Linked DNA regions of Mus musculus: regions 2 and 3 are each linked to region 1. A link is a contact called in public Micro-C and promoter capture Hi-C data. All regions are on one chromosome and are shown on one strand. Each heading gives the region's core, a stretch centred on a gene start, on an enhancer-like site or on the middle of the called end of the contact. The rest is flanking DNA. Distances are from core to core; before and after follow the strand shown.

Evidence for each region. A called contact is a pair of places that touch in the nucleus more often than the background predicts. Capture Hi-C pulls out chosen DNA fragments and counts their contacts.
Region 2: a contact with region 1 is called in a promoter capture Hi-C map of adipose tissue. The contact joins the promoter of Atad5 here to the promoter of Psmd11 in region 1. A contact is called at or near these places in 1 of 484 Hi-C or Micro-C datasets (embryonic stem cells), 3 of 115 datasets of contacts at active chromatin or transcription factors (extraembryonic endoderm stem cells, microglia and pancreatic cancer cells) and 3 of 9 other capture datasets (adipose tissue, liver and pancreatic islet).
Region 3: a contact with region 1 is called in a Micro-C map of embryonic stem cells, with 2.7 times the contacts expected there. The contact joins the promoter of Tefm here to the promoter of Psmd11 in region 1. A contact is called at or near these places in 1 of 484 Hi-C or Micro-C datasets (embryonic stem cells), 2 of 115 datasets of contacts at active chromatin or transcription factors (effector CD8 T cells and pancreatic cancer cells) and 1 of 9 other capture datasets (adipose tissue).

The regions. Positions count from the first base shown.
Region 1 is chr11:80,426,615-80,430,481 of GRCm38.p6, reverse strand. Psmd11 (proteasome (prosome, macropain) 26S subunit, non-ATPase, 11) reads right to left here and starts at 1,867. Exons shown (of 14, transcript NM_178616.3): 1 at 1,727-1,867. The coding sequence starts at 1,817.
Region 2 is chr11:80,087,552-80,091,418 of GRCm38.p6, reverse strand. Atad5 (ATPase family, AAA domain containing 5) reads right to left here and starts at 2,019. Exons shown (of 23, transcript NM_001029856.2): 1 at 1,583-2,019. The coding sequence starts at 1,648.
Region 3 is chr11:80,139,921-80,143,787 of GRCm38.p6, reverse strand. Tefm (transcription elongation factor, mitochondrial) reads left to right here and starts at 1,635. Exons shown (of 4, transcript NM_183275.2): 1 at 1,635-1,711; 2 at 3,465-3,867. The coding sequence starts at 1,669.

The DNA.
Region 1 (3,867 bases), core at 618-3,117:
TTTTTTTGTTTTGTTTTTCTTTTTATAGTATCTGTATTTTACTTTTCTTTAGAGGGTTGTTTTTTTTTCCCTTATTTGTTTGGTAGTTTCATTTGGAAAATAGGTTAAGGTTCATAAAGGGTCTGATAAAGGTGAAATACTCTAATGGCAATGTTTATTAGTAATTTCTACTTTCTGAAAGGCAAACAAATCAGGCACTATGCACAAAAAACTTTTATGCTCCGCAGATTATTAAATATTAAAGTGTGATCTAAATATTAAAGTGTGATCACAGAAAAATGTCTTTGTAAAAACATCCGATGGCTATGGTACTCTGCTCTAAAACGGACACTATCAGAACTTCGAAATGAAACTCTTCATGATTCCTTCACAATGCACTGTGCTCTCTCGTCTCCTCTCCTTTCTAGTATTCCCAGAGTCAAGAACTTCAAGCTGTTGACAGTGTCCTTTCTTGGTACAAGTCTTGTGTACAGAAATTCAAGACTCAGCAACTCAGTTAAGTCAACATAAGCATCAACATCCTGGCAGTCCCTCATATACCTGCATTCACCAACAACTTGTTGATCCAATCCGAATCTCCCAGGCTACATTTGAAAGCTCACGCCGGGCGGGCATAGTGGCACACGCCTTTAACGCCAGCACTTGGGAGGCAGAGACAGGCGGATTTCTGAGTTCAAGGCCAGCCTGGTCTACAAAGTAAGTTTCAGGACAGCCAGGGCTACATGGAGAAAATCTGTCTCAAAAAACCAAAAAAAAAAAAAAAAAAAAAAACCTCACATTACCACAGGAGGAAGCTCATTCTCTAACTGAACCCTTAAGGAATGAATATTAAAAGGCCTTCTCTGCCATCAACCACTTATTTCTATTTACACCTGAATCCCAGTAGAAAGCGACCGGCTGGAGGTTCCTACTTCAACTTTCCTGTTGCCCTACGGTTTAAGACAATCACGCTATGGTATTAAAATTTTTCTTTTTCTCCAGCAATGTGCGGCCCGCCGGTCCCAAAAAGTTCCCTGAACGACAGCCTCTCAGAACTCAGAACTAAACTTCAACCCCTACTGGGAAAAATGAGTCACCTCCTCTGTCCCGGCGGTCCCACTCGGACGACACTTCAGCTCACAAGCTACACCGGTCAAATACCAATCTTAAGCGTGTGGCACCCCTCAACTTCCCACACCCAGAAAGTGGCCCTCTGCTGCCGGCGGCTGCGGCTGAGGGCTGGCTGTAAGCGACAGCTCCCAGCGTCCCGGAAGAAAACTCCAAGAGAAGCGCTCGCGCTCCCACCCGGAGCAACCTGTGCTGATAACAACGGCGGGAAATGTCAGTCCTGCGCGGCAGTCGCCCGGACCTCTCAACAACACACTCTCCGACCCGTCTGTCCCGGGCCGCCACTCTCAGCCCCCGGCCAGCTCGCGCGGGCCACAATCGGGGACCCTTGAGGGGTAGCGAACCTGGCCCGGCCCGCTCGCCACGCTGCGCTGCGCTGCGCCCACCGTGAGTCAGCAGGCAGCAGGTGGACGGGCCGGCTGCCTAGGGGCTTCCCGCCCGATTGGAAGCCATGGGGCTCCTGGGGTCCCCGAGCGGCCTGCGCCCCCAGCCCGGCCCCCCTCACACACAGTGAGTCAGCAGCACCATAGCCGGCTAGCCCGGCCCCTCTCCGCCGCCTCCGACCCACACAGGCCGCGCCGGGACGGCGGAGCCGCGGGGACGGCGCCAGGCCCTTTACCGATGGAGTGGAGGATGTCGATGGAGGCCTCCCGGTCGGTGCTGAGTAGAGACTGGGCTCTCTGGAACTCCACCACCGCTGCGGCCGCCATCTTACCGCTCTCACACCGTCCCCGGCCGCGGCCGCCGACGCCGGAAACACACACCCGGAAGACCCGCCCTCGCGTTCCTACCAGAAGACCCCGCCTCCCTTCTCCGAGCACCCCGGGAGTTGTAGTCTCTCTGCCCCGTGGGTGGCCCAGGAGCGTCCCGCAAGCGACAAACGAGCTCCCCCATCGCCATCTCGCGGCCATCTGAAGAGACAAACCGAAATTAATCCCCACCACTCCAAAAGAGGCTGAGTACTCAAGGAAAGCTGCTTGGCTGTTTGTATAGTATCCCCGTGTAACCAGTCACTCATAGCGATAGATGATCTTTCAAATTGCCTATTATGTGGCAGGAATAGCACCGTTCAGATTCATTCAGATGTTTTGCAGGGAGGACACATACACACACTCCCTTCCAGGACGGAAGAAATCGCCAATGTAAAAGAACACTGTCTTTCACAAATAGCCATTCCATCATCGGACAGAGCTTCACATTGTGGATTGAAAGTCATCTTTGACCCAATCATTCAATCTAAATAGTTCTTGAGATTCACATTTGACTCATACCAGCTTTCCAGCTCAACAATAGAACAAAATTTTCCTCCCGTATCTCCAATTCCTTCAACTGTAATAGGATATCTGTGAAGATATCAAGGGAAAGGGGAAAAAAGCATGTTTCTTATCACTAAGGATCAACCTAAAGATGTTGCTAAACCTATACAGAGGGAGACCTTCTAAGTTGATGACAATCTGGAAATTAAATAGCTGTGCTGTATAAAAAACTAAGTAGAACCAACATTATACTCCTCTATGACTGGACTAATCAATCTCTATACCTGTCTCCTTTCATTTGTCCAACAATACTCAACAAGAGTCTTTGAAAAAATATTTAATTAATACCTAAGGAAACTGAAGGGAATAAAGTGACTGACAGAACTGAGACCTGGTAGGAAAGACATTCCCACCCTTTGCATTTTCTAATGAAATCTGGGTAATATCCCACCATGCTGGTAACAGAAGTCCTGACTTTGTTGTGTCACGTGAACTAAACTGGCTTCCAAATTCTCCCAACTCTGAAATTCCATGAACTTCGGTGTAATGCTGTGATCATCCCCCCCCCCCCACACACACACACACACACACTCACCCAAGAAGTCATTCCTTCTTTCTCAATCTGATGGAGAGCTAATGAGACTATACTGAATTCATTTGTTGTTGTAGTTTTTAAGTTTTTACTTCTATGTCTGTCTGTCTGTGGGAACTCACATGCCATGGCATGCACATGGAGAAGGGAACTCTTGCAGAAGTCAGTACTCACAATCATGGCCAGCCCAGAGATTGAACTCAGGGACTCATGTTTGGCAGCAAGCACCCTTATCTGTGCCCTCTTCCCTTCTCCTCTCCCAGGTGCTAGAATTAAAGGCACTTCCAGCTTCTGTCTCTTTTTTTTTTTTTTTTTTTTTTTGGTTTTTTGAGACAGGGTTTCTCTGTATAGCCCTGGCTGTCCTGGAACTCACTTTGTAGATCAGGCTGGCCTCGAACTCAGAAATCCGCCTGCCTCTGCCTCCCAAGTGCTGGGATTAAAGGCGTGTGCCACCACAACCAGTCTCCAGCTTCTGTATCTTTTCTTTCTCTCTTTCTTTCTCTCTTTCTTCCTTTCTTTCTTTCTTTCTTTCTTTCTTTTTTGTTGTTGTTTTGTTTTGTTTGTTTGCTTGTTTGTTTGTTTGTTTTTCGAGACAGGGTTTCTCTGTGTAGCCCTGGCTATCCTGGAACTCACTCTGTAGACCAGATGGCCTCGAACTCAGAAATCTGCCTGCCTCTGCCTCCCGAGTGCTGGGATTAAAGGCGTGTGCCACCACACCCGGCCTCTGTATCTTTTCTTAACCAATTCAATTGTATCATCATCCTGAATGTACAATTTAAGAACAACAGGCTTTGGAAATGCTACTTTTGTTCCAAACTCTAGGCGGGGTACTAGTAGATGGTGACTTCTGTAGACTCCTACTCACTTTGATCTTTAGCGTTCCTATCTGAATAACAGGGATAAGAGGGGCTA
Region 2 (3,867 bases), core at 770-3,269, 340 kb after region 1:
TTGTTTTTGTTTTTGAGAAAGTTTCTCTATGTAGCTTTGGCTATCCTGGAACTCTCTCTAGATCAAGTTGGCCTCAAACTAAGAGATTCACCAGCCTTCTCTTCTCACAAGTTGTCCTCTGATCTTCACACATATGCTGATCCTGGCACATACAATAAATAAATAAATGTAACAAAATAATTTTAAAGGGTAAGAAGAATTTGTAAGGGGTAAAAATAACATTCAAAATAACTGGCAGGAATAATAAACGATATTGGGACAAATTTTGACCATTTAGATAAATGAGGTAAAATTAAATATGTTGAAATAATAAGTGAATTAAAAGTGAATTTATTATTATCATCTTTAAAGCTTTGAGATGGTATCAGAGGCACCACACAACAGACACTCAAGTAAGATCTAAGTTCAAGTACTAGACCTGACATCTACTGGTATGGAAATCTTAAGCAAATTAATTTTTAAAATATAACTTGGGGCTGGAGAAATGGCTCAGCGGTTAAGAGCACTGACTGCTCTTCCAGAGGTCCTGAGTTCAATTCTCAGCAACCACATGGTGGCTCACAACCATCTGTAATGAGATATGATGTCTTCTGGTGTGTCTGAAGACAGCTACAGTGTCCTCATTTAAATAAATCTTTTAAAAAAAAAAAAAACTCGATTAACGGGGTGTGAATGGTGCATTCCTGTGATCCCTGAATAAGCAGGCTGAGGTGAGTAGGTGATGAATTTGAGATGTGCTGTGCTACACAGTAAATAATATAAATATTCTGTAGCTGAAAAAGTTACTTAATTATAAAAATTAAGAATTAGAATTTAAGTGAATACACATCTTAGCTCACTTTAAGGGCACCAGAACACATCAGAAAGCTAGCCTGGTATATGGTGTATAAAAACCATAGCATCTCTGAAGAGGCACAAGCCTGTAATGATGACAGAAGAAAAAGTAGGTCAGAGATGTACTTTAAGATCCTAAAAACTACTTCTAAACGGCATAGAATATCTTTATAGTTGTTTAGTATATATTTCTCTTTCTTTCTCAGAAAGCAAGGGCTTCCTACATTAAGCACTGTCCTCTACTTAGTGTATTCTCTAAAACATGGTAAATATTAAGCACCTACATGTCACTGAGACTCTTAACTACATTACATTAAGCTCTGCGGTCACGGTAAGTTCCTTACTTGATCCATTTAAGTGACATTCTAAATGGAATTCCTAGGACAGGTATTAGTACGGGACTAGCTGAACTTAAAGCTTCATCTTCTTCGCCGTTCTGTGATCCCACATCATCATGAACAAAGAAAGTGACCCTGAAATCCTTGGTGACATGCTATTCCACCAACGTTTCAAGGACCCGGGAACTGTAGTTTTCAAATCCTGACTTAACAACCAGCCCGAAAATATCTTAAAATGCCAACGCTTTTGTGAGAGCTTTACACGGCACACTGAGGCAACTATCCCACACAAAATTATGACTGTGGGTCATCGTGTCCCTCCTTCCTCGTCCCAGAAGCACGCAGGACTCCCCCCATCCTCACGCCACAATTCCCCAACACTGGCAGAAAGGAACTTGACGGATCCTCACCTCAATCTCGTAGTCCTTCACAGGAAGGGGTGCTGCAGCCGCCGCCATGCTCAGGACCCCCACCATGATCTCTGCCTCCTAGAACCCGGGCTCCTAGGCCCTTCAGAGGTCCGGCCCAGCCTGGCTGGAGGCCATAGGGGCGGCAGGTCCAGTGGGAGCGAGCTGCGAGCCGGGGAGCCCGTCTCGGGTCTCGTAGAGACCACCGGCCGGACGCGAGTGAGAGGCTGGGCCCAGGGCCGCCGAGTCAGACTCAGACAGAGATGTACGGGAAGCCCGGGCTCAGGCCCCGAGGTGGCGGCGGGACAATACAAGGTGCCCCCGGGGCAGATTCTCCAGAATAAGCGCTCGAGCCCCACAGAACGCAGATCGGACTAGTGGGGCTTCGGCGGGAGTTCTGTCAATTGGGTTTTCCCGCCGTCCGGAGCGCAGGGGGCGGAGCCTACGACCGCTGTCGGAGGCTGCGCAGACGGTGAGCCGCGAAGGACAAACTACTTCCTTTGGCGAATCTGCGCGCGATTGTAGCAATTTTAGATTAGGAATCTAGTTGAATTTCAGAGATTCGCACTTCCATGTTAAAGTTTGACTTATTGAAGACGTGTTTTGTCTAAGATTACCTAATCATTTGGTGGCCGAATTAACTTAGACTTTAGCCGTTCTTTTTGTTTGTTTGTTTTTCAAGACAGAGTTTCTCTATGTAGCCCTGGCTGTCCTGGAACTCACTCTGTAGACCAGGCTGGCCTCCAAGTGCCGGGATTAAAGGCGTGTGCCACCACTACCCGGCGACTTTAGCTATTCTTAAAATTATATTTTTGAAGCCAGGAAGTGGTGGTGCACTTGGACGGCAGAGCAGCAGATATCTTTAAGTTTGAGGCCAGACTACGTAGAAAGTTCCATTTCAGCCGAGAGACTCTGTCGTTATATAGATAGATATGTAGATAGACTGACTGACAGAAAGACAGACAGACAGAAGATAAAAAGAGATAGAGGAGCCAGGCAACGGAGGCACACTCACACCATTAATTCCAGCACTCTGGAGTTAGCAGAAACAGGCAGACCAGCAGTTTGAGGCCAGCCTGGTATACAGAGAGAAATCCAGGACAGCCAAGGCTACACAGAGAAACCCTATCACGAAAAATCTAAAAAAGGAAGAAAAGAGGCAGCCAAAAGACACCTCATGTTGATCTCTGTACTCTGCATGTATGTATGTACATCTGCACTAACCCACAGGAACATATTATACACATCACACACACAAATATATTTTTTCTTGTTTGTTTGTTTGTTTGTTTGTTTGTTTTTGAGACAGGGTTTCTCTGTATAGCCCTGGCTGTCCTGGAACTCACTTTGTAGATCAAACTCAGAAATTCACCTGCCTCTGCCTCCCAAGTGCTGGGATTAAAGGCGTGCGCCACCACTGCCTGGTGTGTATATATTGGAGGCCAGAAGAGAACATGGAACTGGAATTACAGGCAGTTTTGAGCTACCATTGTGGATGCTGGAAACCAAACCAAGGTCTTCTGCAAGAGCAACAAAGCCCTTTACAACTGAGTCATCTCTCAGGCCTCAGAAAGCATGGGCTGGGCTACTGAGCTACACACCCAGCCCACAATTAACCATTATAAACAGTCTTTGTAAAACCCAGTCACAGTGGTTAAAGATTTAACTGCTGCTGGGGCAGTGGTGGCACATGCCTTAGTCCCAGCACTTGTGAGGCAGAGGCAGGTGGATTTCTGAGTTTGTGGCCAGCCTGGTCCACAGAGTGAGTTCCAGGACAGCCAGGGCTACACAGAGAAACCCTGTCTCAAAAAAAAAATCAAAACAAAAAACAAACAAACAAAAAAGAGCGTAGACTGCACCTGCAGAGGACCTGAGTCTGGTTGCCAGCACCTAAGTCAGGTAGGTCACAACAGTCCTTAGTTCCAGCTCCAGGAGATCTGATGCCGTGTTCTGGACTTCACAGGTATTCACTCACACACACCCACATACCCACAGACAGACACACAACTGCACACATAATTTAAAAATAAATAAAAATAAGAACAAGTAAGTGGACTGTCAATGTTGTTGGAGTGCCACAGAGGATCAGAGAGCTTGCAGCACAATCACGAAAACATCCCAGCCCCGTGGAACACACTGGGCATTGTGTGTATGGCTGGAATGCCAGCTCTGAGACCAGCAGAGATAGGAGGACAACGGGGCCCGGCCTCCAGCCTAACTGGGAAACCATGAGCCCAGGTTCATGGCTACTCACAACCATAGGTAACTTCAGGCCCAGGGGATCTGAT
Region 3 (3,867 bases), core at 386-2,885, 290 kb after region 1:
TCTCTCTCTCTCTCTCTCTCAAATATTTATTTATTTATTTATTATATGTAAGTACACTGTCGCTGTCTTCAGAGACACACCAGAAGAGGGCATCAGATGCCATTACAGATGGTTGTGAGCCACCATGTGGTTGCTGGGATTTGAACTCAGAACCTCCAGAAGAGCAGTCAGTGCTCTTAACCGCTGAGCCATCTCTCCAGCCCCCAGGCTCTCTTAAGAATAACTTTTATTTTAGACTTATTAATTTGTGTATATGAGTGTTTTGCCTACATGTATGTCTGTGTGCCAAGTCTGTGCCTGGTGCCTGTGGAGGTCAGAAGAGGTTATTGGACATCCCCGGAACCAGAATTATAGATGGTTGTCAGCCACCATGTGGATGTTGTGAACCAAAGCCGGATCCTCCACAAGAGCAACAAGTACTCTGAACGGCTGAGCCTGTGAATAGCTTTTGTTGTTGATGCCTTTTGAGACAGAGTCATTTTTGTAGTCTAGGGTGGCCTCAAACTCATTACATAGCCTAGACTGGACTCAAACTCACAATTCTCCTCATGCTCCTAAGTGTGGGCATTATAGGTTAGCTACGACGTCTAATATAACCACAAACCCATTACTAGACCCTTTTCCACTCTTCTTCCTTAGCCCAGGTTTCATTCCCCACAGTTCACTCTGCCTTGGCAAGAAAATCTGTTGTCATTCCTCCTACGCCCCGCCCAAGTTACCTGGCAACAGCCAGGTAGGCCTGGCTTTGCTCTAAAAGGAACTGCTTGCCCTCTCTGACTCTTTTCTCTCTGACCCCTTTTCCCCTCTCTCCTCTTCTCCCTCCCCGTCCTCTTCAACGTGTACTGGGCCACCAGTTCGTTCGTGTTCTCTCTCTCTCTCTCTCTCTCTCTCTCTCTCTCCCCCCTTTCCCTGCCTCTACTCCCTTCTTAACTCCCCCCCCCCCCAATAAACTCTATGCCATACTGGAGCTGGGTACCTCGGAGAGGAGGGGATGCCTCAGGATGGGCACCTCACCACACCATACCGCGCTCCATAAAACACAACAATTGTTTTATAAAACATATCACAATAACTTTCCGATTCCTCTTTCTTGTCCTCAGGTTCTTCTACAGTCCAGCCTCACATTGGCTGCAAATGACCAATTTTCTTTTTTTCTAGAAAGCCCCTCTAATCTGACTTTGCAACTAAAAAACAAGCAACCTGCCCGACTTTTTCAACTGTTCCACTTCGCATTCCAAGGATCAAATGTGGCTCCAGACTCACCTCCCCCCATCCTTTTCAAACAGTCAAAAGTGCCCAGCGTCAAAGCGACCTCATACATTGGCCTTATCCCGTGCATCTCTCCCAGATACTCCTCCTCTCAACTCCGGACAGGGTTACATGTGTGCATATAGGCTCCCCACTGTCTGCTGTGTGTCTGGGAACCCAGAGGAGACTCGCCCCAAAACAGGATTAAACCTAGTCTACTCCTATGCATCTCGGCGATCCCGAACGGCCACACTTTCTCCAGAGACCATCAGCCATCAATTACTAGGAACTCCGTTGGCATTTCCCTGAGACTGTCGCTTTCGCCGGAACCCTTCTGCCCAGCCCCGGCCGAGCACTTTTTGTTGGAGCACACGAAACCGGAAGTTGAGGAGGAACACAGGCGTGGGAAAGAGCCTGGCGATGGCTTGGAGGACAAACCTTGCTTGCCTCATCAAGGCCGGAGGTAGGGTTCCTGAGCACGAGGTGGATTGCTTTCCAGTCACTAGCCTGTAACCGGGAGTGGTTCTCTTCTGCCCTGTGTCCGGTTGTCCAGCGTGGAGCTGTAGCGGAGCTGAGGGGCGTTCATGTCCCCCAGCCCCGGAGCCCGTCCGCTTTAATGGCCCGGGGTCCACGCGCGTGCGCCCCTTCCCGGGCCGGAGTAGCTCGCTTAGCCTCTGGCTGTGTCGTCTTCCTGTGGCCGCGCTGGGAGGATGACTTTACACTGTCTTATAAAGTTATCCATTGCACAATGTAGACTGCTTGCAAAAATACAGCCTTGTTAGCAATATTGAGAACCATGCAGAACAAAATAAACCGTCCCCACCACTTAGTTAATATCACCAGCCCCCGCTTGCCCCAGTCAGAGCTCCATGTTGCCCAAGCTGGCCTGCAACTCACTATGTAGCTAAATCCTGATCTTCCTGCTTCCATCTCCTAAATGCTAGGATTGCAAGTGAGGAACACCACTCCTGACCAGCTAAAACATTTATTATAAACGTATAAAGTTTAATTTCCTTTAGTTCCATCAGATGATAAACTAGTAAAAAATGGAACTGGAGATCAATCATAAGAGGCGATACAAAAAATCCTCATAATATTATAAATGCCATAAGTAGCAGACATTTGAAATAATTTTAATTAAAATTAAGTGGTTCTAGGTATAGAAACCAAGGCCTTGCCAGAAACTAGGTCCTATCTAACTGGCCCTTAACTTTTTTGATTGTTTTTACTTTAGCAAACAGTCTCATTGCCTGGAACACTGTACTAGACCAGTCTGGCCATGAACTCTCAGAGGTCTGCCTGGTTTTGCCTCCCAAATGCTGGTTTTGTTTGTTTGTTTGGTTTTTTTGAATCAGGGTTTCTCTGAGTAGCCCTGGCTGTCCTGGAACTCACTTTGTAGACCAGACTGGCCTTGAACTAAGAAATCGACCTGTCTTTGCCTCCCAAGTGCTGGGATTAAAGGCACGTGCCACCACTGCCTGGCTCAAATGCTGGTATTAAAGGTGGACTCTACTTATCCCGAGAAGACTACAATTTCTTTATTTTAATTAATTAAATTTTTGGAGATGAGGTCTCAGGTAGTCCAGACTGTCATAAAACTCTTGGAATCTGAATCTTGTATGGACTGCCCCTCAGGTGCTGAGGTTGTACATACGGAGTTACAGTGCCAGGCAACTACAGCTTCTTCCTTGAGACAGCGCCTCTGTGTAGTACTGGCTATCCTGGTGCAGCTGAATTACTATGAAGTCAAGGCCATCCTGGTCTTCATACTGAATTTGAGTATGAAGACTATCCAGTGACATCCTGTCTCAAAAAAGAAAACAACAACAAAAACCCCACAAACAAACCCAACCCTACCAATGATCAAAACCAACCAACCAACCAACCAAAAACCAAACAAACCCTCAAAGATAGATAACTGTAATTATTGTAAAACTACTCTTTATGTTTTGTTTGTTTTTCAATACAGAGTTTCACTGTGCAGTCCTGGTTGTCCCGAACTTCCTCTGTAGACCAGGCTGCCCTTGAACTCAGAGATCCTCCTGCTTCTGCCTCCCCAGTGCTGGGATTAAAGGTGTGCACAACTACAACCAGCTCTACACTCCTCTTAAAGACAATTCTCTGTGATAATATGGTCTGTGTGCAAGTCTGTATAACTGCACAAGCTTGGGTATTAACTGTCAAGGAGAACATTATAAGTCAAGTTTCCCTTTTAGGGAGGAGATGGTTTCCAGTCCCAGAGTACTCATCCCTGCCTCCAGTCCTAAATAACACCTGCTCTGTGAGGAAATCCACTGCACCTGAGAAACGTGTTGCCAGTGTTGCTGCTTGTGATACAGATGGAAAGGAGCCCGGGAATCCATTGGACAGGCTCTTCTCCCTGGAGCAGCAGGCTTCTATCTTACAAGTGCTGAATACAGCTTCTGATAAAGAACTGGAAGCTTTCAGGTTGCTTCGAGGAAGGAAGTCCGTCAATATTGTAGAACACAGAAAGAAGTTTGGGCCGTTTCAGAGGTTGGAGAATTTGATAGACGTGCCCTTGATCCAATATAAAACTGCTGTTGAAGTTTGTAACTCCATTCTCTGTCCGGAGAACAGACGGAGGAAAAAGTCACAGGA